Linked DNA regions of Mus musculus: regions 1, 2, 4, 5, 6 and 7 are each linked to region 3. Evidence: chromatin contacts called from public promoter capture Hi-C data. All regions are on one chromosome and are shown on one strand. The core of a region is the stretch at or near the end of the contact, and the rest is flanking DNA. Distances in the headings are between cores, read along the strand shown.

Region 1 (2,955 bases), core at 36-2,535, 1.3 Mb after region 3:
GGAAGCTAAATAGCATCTTGCATACTTGAGGAGTATTCTAAGTCCTCGATTTTTTAGAAAAGCCCATTCTCCAATGTGCAAATACATCCCCATCTACAGTCTAGATAACTGAAACTGTGCTCAACAAGTTTCAGGGCAAGGTCAATGCAATTGGGATATGGCTGCTTCACTGGGGTACTTACTAGGCAGCAGGAAGGAATATGCTGAGCTGATGTCATGTCACACTTCACAGCCTGAACTTAGTTTCCCTTAAGTGACCTTTGAGTTCCTTGGGTGGGGGAGAGGAATCCACTGTGCTATTTAACCCCACTGTACTCACACTAGTTTTGGCATTCTGGTATGTACAGAGTGAGTGGGGTGAGGACTGGTGATTTTCTGGAAAGAAGCATAGAAAAGTTCTGTGGGGTAATTGGGATAAGCACATCCTGAGTACATGGTAGTTACTTTTGTTTTTTTGTTTTTTTGGGTTTTTTGTTTGTTTGTTTGTTTCTCTACCATTATCATAGAAACGTCTCACACAAGCAATAGCCAAAGCACATCTTCAAGATGGCCTCTCTCTACACAAGGATGGGGCTCAAACCAGTACTACAGAGGCTAAAAAGAAAACGGTGGCTACCGGTCATGAAACACAAAAGTCCTCCCCAGCAACAATAGCGTTTATTAAAAAGATTAGATCTTCAACTCTGAGCAAGTCTCCATCTTTCCAGGCCAGCCTGGTCTACAGAGTGAGTGCCAGGACAGCCAGGGCTACACAGAGAAACCCTGTCTCGAGAAAAAAAAAAAAAAAAAGGGAAGCAGTATATATTCAATCAATACTAGTGCCCTTTGTAGACTTGAAAACAGAGCTATGTGCAAGCCTCTGAGAAATGCAAAGAGCTTCATAAGTGAGATTTAATAATGCTTGCAAAATTTTAGAAGTTACATTTTCGTAAATCTTCCACCTAAAAGATAACCTTACTGTACTATATCCGGTTTTGTAGATAAGTGTATGGATAACAACCTCCTTTTTAAAAATGATGAGTGGCTGGGAGAATTATAAACTATCGGTTGTCAGAACCTACAAGTACGCTCCTGAAGGACACAAACTAGTGACTAAGAACTCCAAGAGAAAAGCGGAAAACTCATATTCCCCTCGCCACAGGGGCTGTGCCTTCCGCCTAGCAATAGGATTCAGCCAGTGAGTTAGAGGGGCGGATACAGAATCACCTTCCCGCCCGCGCCTTTTCAGTCCTCTAAAAGGTCCGCATTCGCCATATATATACCAGCTGTAGAGGGCGCTTAAGGAATTTCAACTCAGTGCTCCATAGCCATGTCTGGTCGTGGTAAGGGAGGAAAAGGCCTGGGCAAAGGCGGCGCTAAGCGCCACCGTAAGGTTCTTCGCGATAACATCCAGGGCATCACCAAGCCCGCCATCCGCCGCCTGGCCCGGCGCGGAGGAGTGAAGCGCATCTCCGGTCTCATCTACGAGGAAACCCGCGGTGTGCTGAAGGTGTTCCTGGAGAACGTGATCCGCGACGCCGTCACCTACACGGAGCACGCCAAGCGCAAGACCGTCACCGCCATGGACGTGGTCTACGCGCTCAAGCGCCAGGGCCGCACCCTCTACGGATTCGGCGGTTAAGCTCACCTGGAGCTTCTTTCTCAAAGGCCCTTTTCAGGGCCACCCACTTTGTCATAAAAAGCTGTTTGCATTTCTCGACTTGTAATTGTTCTGTCCCTAAAGTTCAAAATGGCGGCTGAGACTTTTCAAAAGGTAAATCTAGGCAATGAAAGTGCTTCCCCAGTAGTTTGTAGTAATTATAACACATCAAATCCAGACAAGGTCTACTGCTTTCTCCCAGTGCTTAAGCTGAGTCTTATTCCCTTGAAGGTGCTAAATACAAAGGGCAAAAGATACTTTTGAAGAGATGATGAACAAAATTCTTAGGCCTAAAGAGCTGTTTTAACCTGTGTGCTCTTTCCCCTGTATCCTTGATTACAACCCTAACGTTTCACTTCTGGGCTAAAGCTCAAGGCTGCCAGCTCTTCCTGACAACGTTGCTCCAGAGGGAAAACTCCATTACTAGTTAACAGACTGGTTCATATTTTTTAAGTGGCCTTATTACTTAGCAACTTAGACTTGTTACCCTGCTATGAGCCAGGCTTTCCACATTGAGAAGGATTCGACTACTAAATGGCTTGTTGACTTCCAAATTTACAGCTCCTGCTATACATGAGATCACAACCACTCCCGCAGTCAAAATGATGGGCCCAAAAGCACACTAGTGACCCTATATTCCTAACTTAGCAATATCAAGATTACATGCTTCCTGGCACACATCCTGTTTTTCTCATTCTTCTGTATGCTTTCTGGGTCCTTTTCAAATTATTTTAATGATGAGTTATCTTTTCCCCTGCAGTGTTTTTTAAGCAATTTTAAATAGTTTTCATCTCTTTTGTACAAAAATAAAATTTTCTTAACTGATTATCCTGCATCTAAAAAATAAAACCCAAACTCCTGTGTTTTATCTGACATCTGTCTTGCCTCTATGACCTCATCCATAACCATGAATTATACTCCCAACTAGACTGAACAACACATCTTTTCTTCCAAATGAAATTTCCATCTGTACACGTGTGGTTTGTTCTCATAAGAATGTAATGTCTTTTTCAACCTTCACCTTTCTACCTGAACCAAGTACTGCCAGTGCCAATTATAGAACCTAACACACAGCAATTACTTAGTATGAATAAAATTAAAAGCTATAAAGACAAAATTGACTTTCCTCTAAATATCTGCAACAATTAGATTTGATTAATTATTTGATCAAGAATACCCATATAACAGTTACAAACAAAGCCTTAGCTTTGGAGAAAAGTACCTTTGAAATCTTCTCAGCCTAGTAGATTTTAAACATAATCTGTAAACAATTCACCATCTAAAACTTACTAGAAAGAGCTTGCTTTCAGAAAACC
Region 2 (2,958 bases), core at 413-2,912, 1.0 Mb after region 3:
TGAAGACAGTACACTCATTGTAACTGTAAACCATCAAGACCATGGAAAATTTCAAAGACCTTCCCATTCAGGGAAGCAGACCTAGAAACACAGCTCAGGTATAGCCTCACACAGTACAGATTAAGTCGAACTTAATTTATATTTAAAAAAGGGTTGGGACAATATAGATTGTATTGGAGAAAAAGGGAACACAGACATTATGCTTAGGCATAAGGCACACGGAATAGGTTTTATTTGAGGGGAATGGTGATACAGACAGAGTTGCATAAGGGGCTTCATTCTATTCTTAGTCTAGAACTCATTACTTTATGCAATAATGTTTCTAATACTCTTTGATTTCCCCTAACAACCTGCTTATCTTGCATAATTTTGCCAGCCCAGCCTCCTGATTTAAACAAAGCAAATGTTGCATATTGTTCAAATATCAGGAGCCAGAAGTTCAGAGTCTCAATTTCCACTCTGTACAAACCATAGCAAGTTTCATAAACTCTTAGCGCCTTAATTGTTTCAGAGGAAAAGAGAGGACAATATTACTTCATGGGACTGTTTGCATGAGGAGAAGTCCGAGGTGCGCTCCTCCAAGGAGTTCTACATTGTCAAATGTCACTGCCATTAACAGCAGCAGTGACAGCCACCATGCCCCCACTCACTCCATGTTAGAACTTCTCAGATTCATGAGCAAATGCAGGCACAGAGCAAATAAAAATATTTTAATAAAATGTTCTGTTTTAAACTTCTATTTTAAAGTGTGTTCTGCCTTGGACGAGAAAGCGCTCATCTCGCCACAGACTGAAAAGAACATGAGGGTAAAAATATCCCTTGAGTGCTAGGCAACTCATTACCTCTCTACTTTTCTGAGGAACTGAGAGGTCCCTCAACCAATGTATTTATAAGTTAAATCACAGTCTAAAAAAATGTTTAAAGACCCCAAGGGGAAAATTCTTGACAGAGTTATGCCAAAAAGCCAATTGCACAGGTGTAGCTTTCTGCAATTCCGCTAGGACAAGAGAGAAACCCATCCTCACTAAATCCTGTCCTCTATGGCTACCAGTCATTACAGGCACCTACCATGGTCTCCTCTTAACTGTACAAAGGCAGAAAGCCTTCCAGAAATAGTCAGTTGTCTTGATTTTCATCTTAATCTGGCTTCTGCCAGTCTCCTCATCTTGAGAGGCAAGATCGAGTATATTGAAACTGGAAAAGACTCATTAAGCCCATTCACGAAGCTCAACCTTGTCTGTTCTGGTTCAGTGTTTCATCCAAAGCCAGTTGTACACATCTACATACCACAGCCAATACTCACCGATAGTGTGATACTCCTCCGGCTAGTGACCACGATCCACAGTGGCCCTTGACACCAGTGGCCTCGCAAACCTTAGAGTCTTGATTGGATTGTTATTTTGTAAGAAAGCCTCTTCTCCAGAGCCAGACACCATTCCCAATGGAGGTCCTCACACAGCAGTTGGTGTGTTTTTGAGTTCTCTTAACATTACTTCCTCCCTTGAAGGCATCTCTGATAGCTTCATAATTAACATCCTATTTACAAGAAGAAAAACACTTACCATCACCATTAAAGTAGTATTTAAAGCTCTAGACTAGAAAGCTACCTTGAAAAAAGGTGTTCCTGTATCTTCCTCTCTTTGCAGAGAAACGTAATGAGTCACGTGGGAACAAACACCGCCAGGTTTGACCCTGTGCTCTTGGGACAGAGAATCTGCATTTGGCGTGGCTGCTTAATTTTTAACTTCACTTTCAAGTTCTCACCGACCTAGTGAGTATCTCAACGGTGTCACTATGTTTTTCTGCTTTGAACTATGCACACAGACATTCAGTCAACAAGCCACTTCGCTGAAAGTGGAAAGAGGTGTGGAATGCAAGCAGCAGTGGGGCTCCTTAGCCTGAATCTCTGAAGTCATCCCCACCTTTGCTCCTAGAGCTTTCTTCGTCTGCAGACAAAGCACCCCGCCTGCTAGAACTGGCTTCTACATGAAGAAACAGGGTTGAAATGGGCGCAATGCCCAGAGATTGATGGGACGAATGAAATGACGTCTATCTGCTAACATCTATATGCCTGAACGAGATGGTCCTGCAGAGGGATCCAGTCAATCAGCTAGACTGCCTTCCGTCCTCTGGTGTCCACAGTGAACAGATGTGAACTGTGACTGAGAATTCCCCTGTTCCCGACCTCCATTTTCTCTGGGTCCTCCTGATGTGGTTTTGCTTGACTCCTGACTCTTGGGTTTGTTTTGTGGCTTTTAGGTTTTGGAATGTGGCTGGTGATAGATCTTTCTAGTTAGTCTCTTGGCCTTCTTAAAACAAGGTGAAGACCTGCCTTCTCTGCGTTTCAGCACCAGCTGAGCCTCTGACCCCAGTCCTATCATCATGGTCCCCCAAAGAGCCTATACTGCCCAGCTCCTTAGCCAGTCTTACTGGTCCCTACTCATTTTCTTTTTATTATTATTATTTAAAAAATCCAAACTATATTAGTTTTCTTATTTTTATTTATGTGTCTGTTTGTGTGATTGTATGGCATGCATGTGGGTACCTAAGGAGCCCCCCAAACCCTGGAACTGGAGTTACAGGTACCTGTGACTCCTCTCTTGAGAAGGTTCAGGAAACTAACCTCAGTACTCCAGAACAGAATGCCCTTTAAACCACTGAGCCATCTATTGTGTGACATTTTCTGGGGGAGACATGAACAAAAAGCTGTTCACTCAGATTGGGAACACGTGATTGGCCAAAGTAAGGATACCATCAAAATACAACATGGAAAACCCCTGAGTTTTATTTCGGTTACCTACAAGGAGTAGAGGTTAGGGGTTGCTTATAAGAGCTGCAACTCCAAAAGCCAAGCCCAGGATGGGTGACAGCGCAGAGAATTCAGAAACCTGGAGAGTACTACACAGATACCTAAGCTTCCCTGAGCCTCTTTTAGGCTGCTTAGCTTGTCTCTATATA
Region 3 (3,122 bases), core at 608-3,107:
CAGGGCTATATAAAGAAACCCTGCCTCCAACCAGACCAGAGTTGTTGTCTAACCTACACACAAGTAACTGGAGGAGGTGGGGAGGGGGTACTGGATAGGTGGACTCCACTCTTTATTTATTTATAACCTCTGGAGTGTGCAGACCCAACATTTTCTAAACAACTTCCCACGTAATTTTCAGCACAGCTGTTTTATGATGATTGCCCGTCTCTTCTGACACAGACAACTCCCATGTAAGACACTCTGGAAAGAACAGTGGCCAATTCGTGTACAAGGCCCAGTACGGCACCTTAGTTTTATTCTGCAAACTGTAGAACAACAACAATGAAAATCGGAGGCAGGGCATTGAGACAACAGGAACAGCATACACTAAAAACAAATATTAAACCTGGCTGGTATGGTTTTTAGTTCCCACAGGCTGAGGCAAGATTGCTAGGAGCTCAATGCCGGCCTGAACTACACACAAACTTGTGCCAAACTAATCAAACTTGAAACAAACCTGTCTCAAAAGAAAAACTATCGTTCTTTGGCAAGAGGAGAGCAGATAAACTATGCAGAAACAAGGAGACTTACAGGTTACCATTCTTCAGGAGAAAATCTCTACCTCTGTTTTTTTTCTAATCTTCAGTTTACATATCACCAATATTTCAGGTCAGTAAGTGTATTTCAGTAGCCAGGGTTTCACAAACCTTTAATCCCAGTACTGGGCCAATGGAAGGCAAGCCTTGACCACAAAGGAGTTCCAAGTCAGCCTGGACATATATGGCTCAAATAAAAAGTTCGGGTAGGGAGTGCTGGAATCAGATGCAATGCTAGCAAAAGGGAGGCTGGAAGAGAGCTGGAGGTCAGGATTATTGCAAGCCTCTGTCTCGAAAAAGAACAAATAACGGTAACATTAAACAAAAATTCCATCCCAGTGTGGTGGTGGGCACTCTAAATCCAGCCCATTCGATTCTGAGGCAGGTAGATCTGTGTTTGAGGCCAACCTAGTCTACACACCAAGCTCAGGCCAGCCAGGGATAAAGGGTGAGGTTCTGCCTCAAAATACATAAAATAATCTTCAGGTTTAAGAAATAAGATAAAATAAAATAAAATAAATCACGTTGGAAGCCAGTTCTAGTATGTGCCTTCAACGTGCCAGCACTGAGAGGGCAGAAGCAAGCTGATCTGAGTTCGAGGCCAGCTTGGTTCAAATAACGACGAGTTCCAGGCCAGCCAAGCGCTACACAGTGAGACTCGTCCCAAAACAACAAAGACAAGTCCCGCTGGGAAGTGACCCTGCATCCTCGGAAGCATTCCCTGAGATTTCCAGCTCTGGGGCGCCGGCCGCCCTTTTCCAGGTCCCGGTCCTCGGACGCCCAAGCCCAGCAGGCGGTCCCTCCCCGCCCTCGGCGAGCAGCCCGCGACCCCCGTCGCTTACTAGGCCTCGGACTTGAAGGACGTGGGAGGCTGGCGCGGCCACCCTTGGTCGTTCTCTGGCAGCTCGAAGTAGGCGCTCAGGGCTTTCTGAAAAGCAAAGGCACAAGGCTGCAGGGCGCGCCCCGCCTCCCGGGGGAGAGCGGCGGAAGCGAGAGACGCGAACTGACCTGCGTCTGCCAGTCGTTCTCCCGCAGGACGCTGGGGACCATCGTGGGGTCGCATCCCCCCACCAACGCAAAGCCCAGGCACTGAAGCCGCCGCCTCTTCACCCGGTCCTCCTCCGCCTGTGCTGCTTCGGGCGCCGACGCCGCCCGCCCTGCCGGCCCTGCGGGCTCCGCCGCATCGGAACTGCTGCCAGACGCCATCGCCGCAGGGTCCCCTCAAAACACCCGCTCTTCACGCTGCTTCCCGCGCGACTGATCGCGAACGCCGGAACCTGCGCAGGCGCGCAGCGTGCAAGCGCGTCCGCGTCAACCTTCCGGCAAGAAGACCGCCCTCTCTGGTCCCCGTCCGCGGCCAGCGAGGCGCAGATGGGGAGGGGGAGGGGGAGGGGAGGGGAAGGAGGGGCCGAGGAGGCCTGAAGGTTGCGCGTGCGCGCTGGGGCGCTAAAGAGTGAAGGTAACCCGTGATCATCTAGGACCAGGGCGACCGGGGCGCGCGATCCTTTCTCCCGAGCACGACGCGACAGCGGCCGGGCTTGCAGACTTGACCTTCCACACCCTTGTCCTCTCACAAACGTCTCTTCCAGAGTTCATTCTCGCAGAGCCCAGACTCTTGCTTTGCGTCCACGATGAGCAGCATGACCCAGAACCTACGAGAAGTAATGAAGGTTATGTTCAAAGTTCCCGGTTTTGATAGAGTTTTGGAAAAGGTATATTTATTGTAGGCGAAGTATCTGGTGAAGGGGACGAACCTAGTAAAACACCTTAGTGGCCTCGCAAACGCAGGGGAAGTGCGTGGCGTGGATTCTCATCGAAACGTAAATAAGCATGTTTGGTTTTTTGTTTTTTGTTTTTTTTTTAACCAGCAAACTGTTGGAGTGTGTGGAGAAAAAATGTCAGCGTACCATTTAAGGGACGCTGGAGCCTGCAGGGCTAGTATATAGGAATTGTTTCTTAAGAGTCAAGGAGGTTTGAGGTACGGAAGTGAATGCGAGAACCACCTGTACGTGTGTTGTATTTCTTGCTTTTGAGACTAGGTCTTTGTAACTAGGTCTATGTAACTATGTAACGTTTGTTGGCTGAGAACCCTTGTAGTCCAGGCTGGCCTGGGAGTCTACAGAGTTAACCAGGACCAGTGCCTGCACCCTGCCATTCCACATGAACTAACGTAGACTACTGTTTTCCAGACTTTATAGACATTGTGTTCTATAGGAAGCAATCCTTAATAAATATCCGTAGCAGAAGTCCAGTGCGTGGTATTGTCAGAGTAGAAAGACACTTAACCTTAGAACTTGCTGCAGACTTTTTAATAAATGTTTTAATGCACGCATGTCTATTTTTCTGATTAAGAAAAAATACTTGGAAATTTAAAAAGAATTTGGGCATGAAATATAAATTTTGGTCAACAACAGGCATTTGAAATCTTTTTCCTGAACACGCCCCCTCTTAGAATTTTTTAACTATGTTCATAAAGTGTCAAAAAAATAGGAAATAACCCTTAGGTAAATATATTTAATGTTTTCCAATAGGAAATATTTCAAA
Region 4 (2,782 bases), core at 21-2,520, 1.1 Mb after region 3:
ATCGCTGTGGCAAACAAACCGAAAGTACGAGAAGCAATCGTCTCAGTCCCGAGTCCAACTTAACTGTGCAGGCTAGTCGTTCCGGCAGCTACCCCATGTCTTTAATATTAAGGAAGGCAGTTCGTTGGCGCCAGCACCCCACCTTCTCCCAAACTTCCAGGCTAACCCCCACAAGAGGCTGAGCATAGAAGCCACCTACAAGCCCCGGATGCGTTTCTCCAGGCAGGAAGCTCAAACTTCGGGATGGCGCCCAATCAAACGAAGAACTAGAGTCCTGGGCCGGAGTGAGCCAACCCACAAGCAGGGCGGAACTTTCAAATCACCTTGCAGTCCAATACGAACTAGCGCCGAGGGTTGCTTTCTGCTGCTGACAGCCGTGGGAGGGTGTTCCAGCCCATAGCACTTCCTGAGCAGCCCAGCACAAACAAGTCTAGGTGGGACACGCAACCCCACCCATCCCACCGGGGGAGCGAGTGCTGCCGGGATCGAGTCCCTTGCAACCTTGCTTCATTAATCACACAAATGTCACAGCTCTTAAGTGGGAGTGGTGGCTCTGAAAAGAGCCTTTTGGATTGTTAGGGGAGGCAGCCTACTTTTTCTTGGCTGCAACCTTCTTGGCCTTGGCAACCTTGGGCTTGGCAGCCTTTGGCTTTACGGCTTTAGACGCGCTCTTGACCTTCTTGGGCTTGGTGACCTTCGCCTTCTTTGGGCTCTTGGCCACTTTCTTGGTCACAGCCGCCGCCGCGGGCTTCTTCGCCTTCTTCGGGGTCTTCTTGGCCGCCTTTTTGGGTGTGGCAGCACCAGTCGCCTTCTTAGGCTTCTTGGCTGCTCCCGCGGGCTTCTTCGCCTTGGCCGCGCCTGCCTTCTTAGCCTGGGGTTTGGCCTCGCCAGAAGCCGCCTTCTTGTTGAGTTTGAAGGAGCCGGAGGCACCGGTGCCCTTGGTTTGCACCAGGATGCCCTTGCTCACCAGGCTCTTCAGGCCGAGCTTGATGCGGCTGTTGTTCTTCTCCACATCGTACCCCGCGGCCGCCAGCGCCTTCTTGAGCGCAGCCAGGGACACGCCGCTGCGCTCCTTGGAGGCGGCCACAGCCTTGGTGATGAGCTCGGACACCGGGGGTCCGGACGCCTTACGGCGCACCCCGGCGGGCTTCTTGGCGGCCTTCTTTTTGGCAGGCGCCTTCTCCGCAGGGGGCGCGGCAGCGGGGGCAGCAGGAGCAGCCTCAGACATGATGAGTCTCTGGAAGTCAGGAACTAGTGGCAGTACGCCGATAGAGTAGCGCGGGCCCGGCGCTGTATATATAGAGCGCAGGCGCGCGCTGATTGGTGCTCCAGCGGCCTGCCTGGCAAGCTCTGAGCAGCCGCGCTGCGCCCAACTTGTGTTTGTTACACTTCACAAAAAGGAGAAAATATTAAAATATCTTGCACCAAATCTCTCGAGTTTGGTCGGTAAAGGATCCGAGAAGTCTCAGGCTTCAGGATATATGTTTATTTTTTCCTCATCCCTAAAGACAACGCGCCTAGGAGTCCCTAATTCCCCCAACTCCAAAGGAAGTCCGGGGTAGATAGAGACCACTTTCTGTTTTTCTTCTAAATTACCTGGTCGCTCCTTTGCCCTTGAAAGTTCTTTTTCTCAGGGATTATAGAGCACATCCTTCCCTTAATTTAGGGACAAAAATGAAACGATTTCCGCCTAAATTTTCACAATTATTCTGTTTCTTCGCAAGGGAAGTAACACAAGTCCTTAGTGACTTCTGATTACAGACCCACCACAACTATGGACTAGGACTGGGATTTCCAGTATAAAACACTTGGGGTAAATTGAGAGGGGGTTCATAGGCCTTGGGGGTGTATAATGTGGTGGGGGGGGTTAGGACTTAAATATCTGATTTAAAGACACTGACTTTAAAATGCTTTACATTGGTGGGGGCGGGGCACCCCATTGACTTCTATAAAGGGAGACCTTGGGCTATATTTTTAAAGCTCCTGGTTCCCCTCTGAGTTTTGCAAGGTAGGGGTCTAGCTCTGAAGAATAAAGATAATAAGAAGGGAAAGGAACCCTAAAAGTCTATATGAGCCCTCCTCTCCCCCAAATGCCAAATTAGAGTCTTTGAAAGATCTGTTTTTAAAGTGATGAGGATTTAGTTGCTTATTTGGCAGCAATACAGATATAAGTTTCAGTGCACGGGAATTCTAATCTAGAAAATAGTTTGTCTTAGTACAGGAGGACCTTCTAGACTTGGAGACTATGAGATGCAGATGTCAGTAAACTTACTGGCTTTCCAAAGGTTACCTTTGGCATAGATTTGAACAAGCTAAATATTTGAAATAGAAAATGTAACCAATTTTACCAATAAGATAAGAGACAAGATAAGTACAAATTATCATGTCATCTATAGTGGACAGCTGTATGTCATCTCTTCTCAGTTCCTCGGAATATGGCAATCTGCATTCTAGTCAACTTTGCTTTGTTAGCTTAAGGTTTTCAGCTTCATATTTCAATAACTACAACATGGTTTTGTTGTTAGAGAAAATACAAGATAAACTCTCTGCTAGTATAATTAATACATGGGGCAAAGGAAGTTCCCCTAATTTTATCAGAAATCTCTGTTTAAGTATATGTCTACATAAAAACATGTGATGAGTTTGTCAGCACTAAAGCGTGGTAAAGTCCCAAGGTTATACAAATTGAGTTCAGGGATGTTTGTGAAACAAAGCATATTTTATAAGACTGAGAATGGCCGCGTGGTTTCACGTAATAACCTTAGTTTAGCACTTGCAAGCA
Region 5 (3,126 bases), core at 226-2,725, 1.2 Mb after region 3:
GTTAGAGACAATTGTATCACAAAACAAAAGCCATCACATTATACTATTGTATAACATAACATTGTATCTTACACTATTGTAAACATTGTATCTTATACTATTGTATAATATACTATTTTATAATATAACAATGTATCTTGTCTCTGTAGTGGGAGTCTTGTAATTTCTGAATATAATTCCAACCAAACATCCCAGAAATAATTACTGACACTGGATTATCATTGATCTCCTAGTCGTTACCTTGGTTGAACAGCTACATAAATAAAACAACCCATTTAACACCTTCAAGGCATGTCTTTGAATCTGTTTGAATGTCTTCTCAAATATGATTCTAAGATTAAATCTTAACCCCTCATTTACCCTGAGGAGATCCACGAAACATTATTCCCATGTTTCCATAAGGAGTAGCCATATATGGAGAACAGCTGTTCAGTAACGGGGCTAGGATTCTGTAACGAAGGCAGTAGAGATGTTCTGAGCTATATTTCTCATGTGTGTTTCTCTTGATCAATGGCTCAGTTATCTAGTTTTAATATACCACATTACAATTTAGTCCTAAAACATGTCAGAAGAACTATGCAAGACCCAAGAGAAATTCCTCAAAGTAAATCCCACCTTCATTTCCAAAGACGTTGAAAACAGCATTTATATGTTTCTTGGAAATTAGTCATTTTTATGTCTGCACCATAAGTATGTTTTGTACTCTCCCCCGACCCCAGTACTCTGAATTTGAGGTACCTCAACCCAAAGGAGTAGTTTGTCCAGAGAAATAGAAAAGCAACAGCCCCGCCCCCAACCCATGGGAACAGAAAGAAAAGAATTATACTAAGAAATTATTTTAAAACTTAGGAGAAGCGGCAGAAATAAAACCATAGATATATAGACTCATGGCCTATGAGAGAAGAATTTAACTCAAAATGGTAAATAATCTGTTAAGCATTGAACTAAACCAGTTTGATGAACTCAAATGCCCTCTGCTCAATAGGCAGGACTCTCGGAGGAGCCTGTGTTACTTCCTTCACTTAAGTGCAGATTTGTAATAAAAATCATAATGCCAAAGGCAAGGTTTTGGGCTACACAAGAAGCTAACCACTTGGAGAATCGTCTTTGATGGGTCAGAAAACTGTACAGTCCAAGATCAGTTTATAATTTACGAAGAAAATAGAAAGTTTTGTTTCTCTGAGTTGAAATTTGCTGAACACCGCAGGAAATATTGCAAGTTTTTGGCAGAAGGCTTAATGCTTTGCTCACTTTTTGAGATGTGCATGAAGCCCGAGACTTCGGGGAACATTATTTTTTAAAAATCGGGCAATTCGATGTAGGGAATTTTGACATTTTTGGCTTTTTTTGAGGTGTAACAAACACAACTCCGCATCTGAGAGGACACTCCGCGGCTGCCAGCGAGGCGGGCTGGACAGCGCACCAATCACGGCGCAGCTCCGCCCTATATAAACGGGCGGGCGCAGCGCCGCGGCCCGAGTCCTGGCCAGTCCCTCTGCTTCCGGCTCGAGTTCTCTCTCCTCACACGCTTCGCCATGTCCGAGACCGCGCCTGCTGCGCCCGCCGCACCGGCCCCCGCCGAGAAGACACCCGTCAAGAAGAAGGCCCGCAAGGCCGCAGGTGGCGCGAAGCGCAAAACCTCCGGACCCCCGGTGTCCGAACTCATCACCAAGGCTGTGGCCGCCTCCAAGGAGCGCAGCGGCGTGTCCCTGGCTGCGCTCAAGAAGGCGCTGGCGGCCGCGGGGTACGATGTGGAGAAGAACAACAGCCGCATCAAGCTCGGCCTGAAGAGCCTGGTGAGCAAGGGTACCCTGGTGCAGACCAAGGGCACCGGCGCCTCCGGCTCCTTCAAACTCAACAAGAAGGCGGCTTCCGGTGAGGCTAAGCCCAAAGCAAAAAGGGCAGGCGCGGCCAAGGCGAAGAAGCCTGCGGGCGCAGCCAAGAAGCCCAAGAAGGCTGCGGGGACAGCCACCGCCAAGAAGAGCACCAAGAAGACTCCAAAGAAAGCGAAGAAGCCAGCTGCAGCTGCAGGAGCCAAAAAAGCTAAGAGCCCGAAGAAGGCAAAGGCAACTAAGGCTAAGAAGGCGCCCAAGAGCCCTGCCAAGGCGAAAACGGTAAAGCCTAAAGCGGCCAAACCAAAAACCTCCAAGCCTAAGGCAGCTAAGCCAAAGAAAACCGCAGCCAAGAAAAAGTAAATTTTCTTTGGCCAACTGCTTAGAAGCCCAACAACCCAAAGGCTCTTTTCAGAGCCACCCACAACTCTCAGTAAAAGAGCTGTTGCACATTCACAGGGGGTGTGGTTAGGGTGGGAACAAACCTTAGTGGGCTGAGCTTAGCAGAGGAGGCTGGGGATATGTGGGTGTGCGCAATGGTGTTAACTCTAGCTTAGCTATCTGAAGGTCTGTACATAATCTCCTGTATGTGTGGTGGTGGTGGGTAAGTTCATATCCCACAAGTGACCCTTAGAGACCATGGGAATGAAGTAGTTTACTCCCGGCTGCCACGTCGATAACTTTTAAGGGAGATAGCAGAATGATTTAGAGATAGAATCTTAAGCATTGAGCGATTCAGTGCGTAAAGAGCAGGATCGATGTCCTGACAACCCCACCCGCATCTCATCTCAGTTCTGACTGCTGAAATCAAGCATACAAACCCAACTAGAGTACTTTTTTTTCTGTGTTCCCCCATGTTTGATAGCGATCGTGCTTAAATAGGTTAGCTATAGCAGATTTGTGCAGTTTAATTCGTACGTCCCGATTGGTGAAAGCGAAGTGACAAGACAGCCAATGAGACAGTAGACCTTCAAGTGTCGTTTACGTTCCTGTTCGTGACGAAACACTAAAACTAACCCAATCCTGAAAGAAATCTTATTAACCTCATTTGAATACTGCGTAATGTAAATGAATGTGGTGTTAACTGGTGACGGAGTAGGTATTTTACCAAATGTTTAGTGTGCCCAAGGGAGGGAGTTAAATTTTACACAATCCCTGAGCTGGCGAAGTCCGAGCCTGCCCCACAGAAGGATTCTTAGAAGCTGCCATCAACAAACAGAAGGACAAGGAGCGCAAACGCTACTGAAAGGAGAGCTTCTAGCAAGTGTACAACGTGCTGAAGCAGGTGAGCCCC
Region 6 (2,983 bases), core at 379-2,878, 1.3 Mb after region 3:
TTACTTCTCCTCCAGCTAAATAAGCTGATTCAAGCCAGATTGGATTATATTAAAGGCAGGTTTATTGGGAAGCTGCTCTCAGAAGAATTCACTGGCCCCAAGGCCAGGGAAGTCACCATGGGCAGAGGTTGGAGGAAAGAAAGAGAGAAGGGGTATACACCAGGAGAGAAGAGAAGGGGAAATGTGGGAGGAAAGAAAAAGCAGAAAGACCAAAATGTCTGAATTACATAAGGAAGAGCCTCTGGGGGAAGGGCAGCCCATCCCCTGGGCTAGAAATTTCAGGGTTGGGGGCAGGGTGTGCCAGATAGGGACTGTGGGAAGCTGGGAGAACCTGGAGACCAGGTCCGCTTTGATATGTAAAATATGTTAACTTGTCCCAGGGTCTGAAGCTAAATACTGAAGATATTTACCCAAGTTTTTATTGACTACAAGGTCTGGGTCTTTTTTTTTTTTTTTTTTAATTCTTGGAGGGAAGGGCTGGAGGGACAGCTAAAGCATGTGCTCCGTGTGCCTGGTGGCCTGAGTTTAGTCCCTAAAGTGTATATAAAGGTAAGAAATATATAAACACAAATAAAAAAAATTTTTTAAGTTCTTAGCAGACACTGATGTTTCTTCTCTGGTGACTCTTTGGGAACAACTGATAATGCTGACGAAAGTTAATGAAGTCCTGGACCATATGAAGTTTTCCTTGAGGAATAGATAGAAGATTTACACGTCAATCTCTGGTGCTTATTTTACAGATTAGGAAGTTAGAGAAAGCTGGGTGTGGTGGACCACGATTTTAATCCCAGTACGTGGGAGGCAGAGGTAGGAAGATATCTGTGAGCCTGGTGTATAGAGTAAGTTCCAGGCCAGGGCTATTACACAGAATACATGGAAAGAATGAAAGGAGGGAGGGGAAGAAATTGTAGAAAGCTCCAGGTTAGAAAACTTGAACATAATTCAGTGTTCCTAGGTTTCCAAGGCCTGGATTGATTAGAGGGTTTGGTTTTGAGACAGGATAGCATCTATACCTTAAGGGACTTGGAAAAAAGGATCTTGACTGACCCTCAGCCCTCTCCTGAGAATGTCAGCATTAAAGAATGAGACAACAGGCCTGCTTTTAGGCTATCAATACTGAAGATAGACAGGTGGACCTGCCTAAACAGATACTATGTATCGAGCCAGTCCCAGCACCCACCCCATTCCAGAAAACCACCTAAGAGCAGCTCCTTTAAGTGAGAAGGTAGTGGCCCTGAAAAGGGCCTTTGGTTTTTGGGTGAAGAAAAATAAATGAGTACGTTTAGCCGCCGAATCCGTAGAGGGTGCGACCCTGGCGCTTGAGCGCGTAGACAACGTCCATGGCGGTGACGGTCTTGCGCTTGGCGTGCTCCGTGTAGGTGACGGCGTCGCGGATCACGTTCTCCAGGAACACCTTCAGCACACCACGGGTCTCCTCGTAGATGAGGCCGGAGATGCGCTTCACTCCTCCGCGCCGGGCCAGGCGGCGGATGGCGGGCTTGGTGATGCCCTGGATGTTGTCGCGCAGAACTTTGCGGTGGCGCTTAGCACCACCCTTACCAAGACCCTTGCCGCCTTTCCCGCGTCCAGACATGTTAGCAAACTAGGAAGGAAGCTCACTAGCCAGTGACTGTAACAAGCGGCCTTCCTGGCTTTTATAATACCAATGCGGACCTGTTTGAAAACCTGAAGGGAAGGGGGCGTGAACCATGGTCAATTCCCGCCCTTCTGGCGTTTATCCTATGAAAAGGCTGAGGAGACAAGGCGGGTCCTAAGACAAGAGCAGAGCCAGCAGTTGAAAATTCAACACATTGCCCTCAAGAGTGACAATTTATGTATTGTGAAAAAAGAAATTTGTCTTTTATCAGACCAAATAGAAAGTAATGTTATTAGTCTCGTGAACCTATAAATCGGGACACCCCCCGTATTATTTCAGATATTTACATTACAATTCATAACAGTATCAAAATTACAGTTAAGCAGCAGTGAAATAACTTTATGGGTGAGGGTAACCACAACATGAGGTGCTGTAGTAAAGGGTCCCAGCATCAGGAAGGTTTAGGACCACTGAATCCAAGGTTTTAAGTACAATTTTAAGAACACTTACTATTTCCTGTTCTGAGACTTTTTATTGACTTAGGTACGTATGCCTAAGAATCTGAACTTTTTTTTTTTAGCATTCAGGCTGACCAGGGGGAAGTAAAACCTCAAAATGTTACAGGACTGTAGCGCTGAAAGATTAGAAGATGTAAAGGATATGCATCCCAAAGGTGTGGGCCTTCTGCTTGAATTACACATAGACATCAGGAGCTCTGGGAACAGGGATGGGGGAAAGGGGCTGCTCTTTATGTTTACTATGCTTTCACTGAATCTCAGGATTTCTTGCATGTATGTTTTTTAGTTAATAAACATTGCACAGAAAATCTATTATCCTTAGCACATCATAGTTATATGTACCTCAAAATATCATGCATGCACCCCCACCTCACACTGACAGTTCTTAGTCAAAGGATTTGGTGGTTTCATGTACTAATGAAGAGTCACACACTAATATCTAACCAAATACTTCCATAAAATGCTAATACAGTAAATACTCATGCTGTATTGTTTTCCACATCTGCATTACTCTTCTAGAAAGGAAAAGAACAGTTTCTTCTGCTCTGTGAATGAGTGGATGACCCAAAGCAATGTTTTAGAATCACTCTTCAAGAAGAGCGCCACAGAATTCAAAGACTCTGAGTTTCTGGAGATTCATAGAGAAACATTAAAACTGCATGTGAATATTTACTGGGTGAAGTGCTTGATGCATATAAAAACCCTGGGTTTGATCTTGGGGACTACAATGGGCTGGTGGCAATGCACTGTTGTAATTCCAGCACTGCATAGGATGGTTGAAGCAGGAAGGTCAGGTATAGATAATTCTCAGGAACATAGTGAGTTTGAGGATAGGCTGAGCTATATAAGCTTTTGTTGGTGGATGGGG
Region 7 (2,878 bases), core at 340-2,839, 1.5 Mb after region 3:
CAGAATATTTTAAAGGTCATGAGATGTGCATAAGTAAGGAGTCCTGGTAGCTACAATCATAAGTAGCCCCACTCATCACAGTCAGGACTGTGTGAAATCCTGCCCTAACTCTCCCACTGGCCAAGGCCCTAGTCCTTTCCTTGTTCTCAGCAGAAGACTCCTATCACAATTCCAATCCTTTGAGTCCATTGTCTCAACACTCTTATAGCTGAAGGGGATGGCATAAACACATACTCTCCTGCAATAACATGTGTACATTTCTTCCTAATATAGCCATACACAGCTCATTCTATAGTGTGATTCGAATTGTGTTTGGTACATCTTACACTAAAAACAGTTAATAAAAAGTTATTTAAATATTAAAATTAGGGCTAGAGAGATGGCTCAGCATTTAAGACCACTTGCTCTTGCTGATGACCCTGGTTCATTTTCCAGCCAGCACTCACATGGTAGCTCATAAACCATGCATTATTCCAGTTCCAGGGGATCTGACATCCTCCTAGAGTGCGCGCGCACACACCACGTGCACATATATGCTGATAAAACACCCATACATAGAAAATAAGTCTAAGAAAAAAAACTTAAATATTTGAATGACACTGGTGGGATTTTTTGTCTTAAAATTTTAATTTAAAATAAGCTGCAGAAATTCTGCAAATTCTGAAAACAGGAATTAGTGAATTCAGAATACATAATTGCCATCCTCAGACCCTAACTCTAGAATTTAACAGCCAATCCAAGTTCTTCTCCAGACCAGAGAATTCTAGTACTCACTTCCCATGTGAGGGTTTTTGTTATATACATGTGTGTATGTGTATAGTATATATATATGTGTGTGTGTGTGTGTGTGTGTGTGTGTGTGTGTATTATATACTTATTATTGTGTATGCCTGTCAGAAGACAACTTTTACGGTTAGTTCTCTCTTTCCGCTTTTGACATTGGTCTCAGAGATCAAATTCAGGTCGCGAGGTTTTATTTAGCAAGAAGCACTCTTTGCTCCTCACTCTCGACAGAAGCCATCTCGCCAGCCTACATACATTTTTTTTTTCAAGTAGGGAAAATATTGACTGTTCTTTTTTGTTTTTTGTTTTTTTTTCTGAATCTGTCTTCAGCCTAGAATCGCAATCAGAAAGGACAGAAATCCTTTCAACACGGTTTCCCCGCAGCTTTCTCCAGCAATAAGGCCACGCCGCCGCTGCCTATTCAAAGCTTCTCATAGTTTGCTGGCATGAGTGACAGCACCAAAGAGCCTTTGTAATTCTCCACTTCTCCGGCTTTTCAAGGTATTTAAAACCGAGTCCGCTGCATCTATCCTTGAGACACTACTCCTAACTCTTGATTTGAACAGCCGTGGAGAAAGAAAACAGAAGTTCAGAGCCGCAGTACCGGGCGCAGGGCACGGTTTCAATTCAGTGGGTACCGGAGCTGCTGCAGTCCCAAATTCCAGGAGCTGAAAAGGTAGTTGTCGGACGCGAAAGAGCCAGGGCGCAGGCGCGCTCAGGTTCCGCCCATTTCGGGAGGTCCGGTGCTTATTGGCCCGGAATCCCGGTGCAGCCCTATGAGGGGTAGTTACGTGCCTCGGGGCGTGGCTACGCCTCCCTGTCCTTGCTGGTGAGAGCGGTTTGTCTTGGCCTTGTGGTGTGCGGGGACCGCTTCTCCAGGTTGGTATCCGGCGGTTGGCTTGCCGACCTCTCAGCATCTCGGCCCACTCTCCTTCCCTAGGAGACCGTGGGACCGAATCGGCCATCGCCGAGTGCTCGGCCCCGGAAGCTCCGGCTTGAGGGTCCAGTCACCGGAAGTGCCGCCCTGGGCGGCGGAGTAAGCGTTCAGCGGGTCCTCGAGGTCCTTGGCCGTGAGAGGGGTCCGGGCCAGGCGCGGCGCCCTTCTTGTCGCTGTCAACGAAAAGTTGGGAGGAGAAACCTGTGAGACTGTCCTGGAGGTAGTAATGGAGCCAGGCTCGAATGCAGTCTGGAGCCTTCCTGAATGTCTAGACAACCATGGGCACTGGGGGGACCCTCCCCCAGCCTTAAGGGCGGAGATTAGTTGAGTTCCCCGGAATCTGCAGAATCTGTTTGCTCAAAGCATTCCATAGTCATTTATTTTTAGCAGCCTTGGTCCTGTGTAACATTGCATTCATGAATCGTATTCCTACAGGTTTTAGTGCACGAGGAATGAATCCTTGATCTCAGAAGTTGAAATAATAATGCGCCTATCAGTCACCTGAGCGTTTGAGGTAGAGGTAGGAGGATAGGGAATTAAAAGCCAGTTTAAGCTGCCTAGCGATTTTGAAGCTAGCCTAAGCTACGTGAGACTCTCCCCGTCTTAACAGCAAGAAAAACAAGGCCCAGGGCTTTGTTCTGAACTTAAAAATCTCTCAGCTAGAAGAATTCTTGTTATTTTGTGTAGAGCAGGTCAGAAAGAAACGGCTTCTTGAAGGAGGAACGGAAACATTAGAATGAGCAAAATTTTGCTGAAGGATGATGTCAGGATTGGAGAGTGCATGGGACATTATTTAAATGGCCTACTGTTAAAAGGAAAAATGTAAGCTTTGCAGTCATGCTCATTCAACATTGCTGCTTTTTTCCTCTAGGAGAGGGAAGAATTAAATATTATGAGTACTTCTGGATTAGAGACCTTGTGGATCTGAAAAAAATAAATCGTTGGGTTCTTGTTAAGGTAAGTGGCATACATCTGTTTCTATATAAATGTGAATTTTGGAGTAGGGATGGGACAAGAAAGAAGGTAAAACATACTTGGGAAAAGGAAAAGGGTCTTTCTGGTGACTAACATAGTGGCCCTTTGATAACCTTTCAGTACACCTATTTTTCTAACAGGCATACACAGCAGATTTGCAACAATTGTCCTTCTTTTGATTTA

The links. Promoter capture Hi-C pulls out the DNA fragments that hold promoters and counts their contacts.
Region 1: a promoter capture Hi-C map of hippocampal neurons shows a contact between it and region 3, with 2.5 times the contacts expected there. The contact joins the promoter of H4c6 here to the promoter of Tdp2 in region 3. A contact is called at or near these places in 8 of 39 promoter capture datasets (cranial neural crest, erythroid cells, frontonasal cranial neural crest and 4 more), 1 of 115 datasets of contacts at active chromatin or transcription factors (pancreatic cancer cells) and 1 of 9 other capture datasets (adipose tissue).
Region 2: a contact with region 3 is called in a promoter capture Hi-C map of liver, with 2.9 times the contacts expected there. The contact joins the promoter of Slc17a2 here to the promoter of Tdp2 in region 3. A contact is called at or near these places in 11 of 39 promoter capture datasets (the C10 cell line, the HPC-7 cell line, HPC-7-derived erythroid cells and 7 more), 1 of 115 datasets of contacts at active chromatin or transcription factors (large pre-B cells) and 1 of 9 other capture datasets (macrophages).
Region 4: a promoter capture Hi-C map of embryonic stem cells shows a contact between it and region 3, with 2.9 times the contacts expected there. The contact joins the promoter of H1f2 here to the promoter of Tdp2 in region 3. A contact is called at or near these places in 6 of 39 promoter capture datasets (cranial neural crest, embryonic stem cells, erythroid cells and 3 more), 2 of 484 Hi-C or Micro-C datasets (B cells and uterus) and 1 of 9 other capture datasets (adipose tissue).
Region 5: a promoter capture Hi-C map of erythroid cells shows a contact between it and region 3, with 4 times the contacts expected there. The contact joins the promoter of H1f4 here to the promoter of Tdp2 in region 3. A contact is called at or near these places in 1 of 39 promoter capture datasets (erythroid cells) and 1 of 484 Hi-C or Micro-C datasets (uterus).
Region 6: a promoter capture Hi-C map of liver shows a contact between it and region 3, with 3 times the contacts expected there. The contact joins the promoter of H4c4 here to the promoter of Tdp2 in region 3. A contact is called at or near these places in 6 of 39 promoter capture datasets (cranial neural crest, hematopoietic stem and progenitor cells, hippocampal neurons and 2 more).
Region 7: a contact with region 3 is called in a promoter capture Hi-C map of liver, with 4 times the contacts expected there. The contact joins the promoter of Zfp322a here to the promoter of Tdp2 in region 3. A contact is called at or near these places in 5 of 39 promoter capture datasets (cranial neural crest, erythroid cells, hematopoietic stem and progenitor cells and 2 more).

What each region holds. Positions count from the first base shown.
Region 1 is chr13:23,549,998-23,552,952 of GRCm38.p6, reverse strand. It overlaps H4c6 (H4 clustered histone 6), which reads left to right and starts at 1,285. Exons shown (of 1, transcript NM_175655.3): 1 at 1,285-1,667. The coding sequence starts at 1,310. The coding sequence ends at 1,621.
Region 2 is chr13:23,805,697-23,808,654 of GRCm38.p6, reverse strand. Slc17a2 (solute carrier family 17 (sodium phosphate), member 2) reads right to left here and starts at 1,662. Exons shown (of 12, transcript NM_001377113.1): 1 at 1,304-1,662.
Region 3 is chr13:24,830,394-24,833,515 of GRCm38.p6, reverse strand. Tdp2 (tyrosyl-DNA phosphodiesterase 2) reads right to left here and starts at 1,857. Exons shown (of 7, transcript NM_019551.2): 1 at 1,587-1,857; 2 at 1,421-1,506. The coding sequence starts at 1,784. Acot13 (acyl-CoA thioesterase 13) reads left to right here and starts at 2,027. Exons shown (of 3, transcript NM_025790.2): 1 at 2,027-2,290. The coding sequence starts at 2,210.
Region 4 is chr13:23,737,295-23,740,076 of GRCm38.p6, reverse strand. H1f2 (H1.2 linker histone, cluster member) reads right to left here and starts at 1,270. Exons shown (of 1, transcript NM_015786.3): 1 at 546-1,270. The coding sequence starts at 1,228. The coding sequence ends at 590.
Region 5 is chr13:23,620,907-23,624,032 of GRCm38.p6, reverse strand. It overlaps H1f4 (H1.4 linker histone, cluster member), which reads left to right and starts at 1,475. Exons shown (of 1, transcript NM_015787.4): 1 at 1,475-2,256. The coding sequence starts at 1,536. The coding sequence ends at 2,195. H2bc6 (H2B clustered histone 6) reads left to right here and starts at 2,939. Exons shown (of 2, transcript NM_001177653.1): 1 at 2,939-3,117.
Region 6 is chr13:23,580,213-23,583,195 of GRCm38.p6, reverse strand. It overlaps H4c4 (H4 clustered histone 4), which reads right to left and starts at 1,628. Exons shown (of 1, transcript NM_175654.3): 1 at 1,227-1,628. The coding sequence starts at 1,594. The coding sequence ends at 1,283.
Region 7 is chr13:23,367,919-23,370,796 of GRCm38.p6, reverse strand. Zfp322a (zinc finger protein 322A) reads left to right here and starts at 1,589. Exons shown (of 5, transcript NM_001111107.2): 1 at 1,589-1,662; 2 at 2,592-2,677. The region is part of intron 3 of 4930586N03Rik (RIKEN cDNA 4930586N03 gene); the gene reads right to left.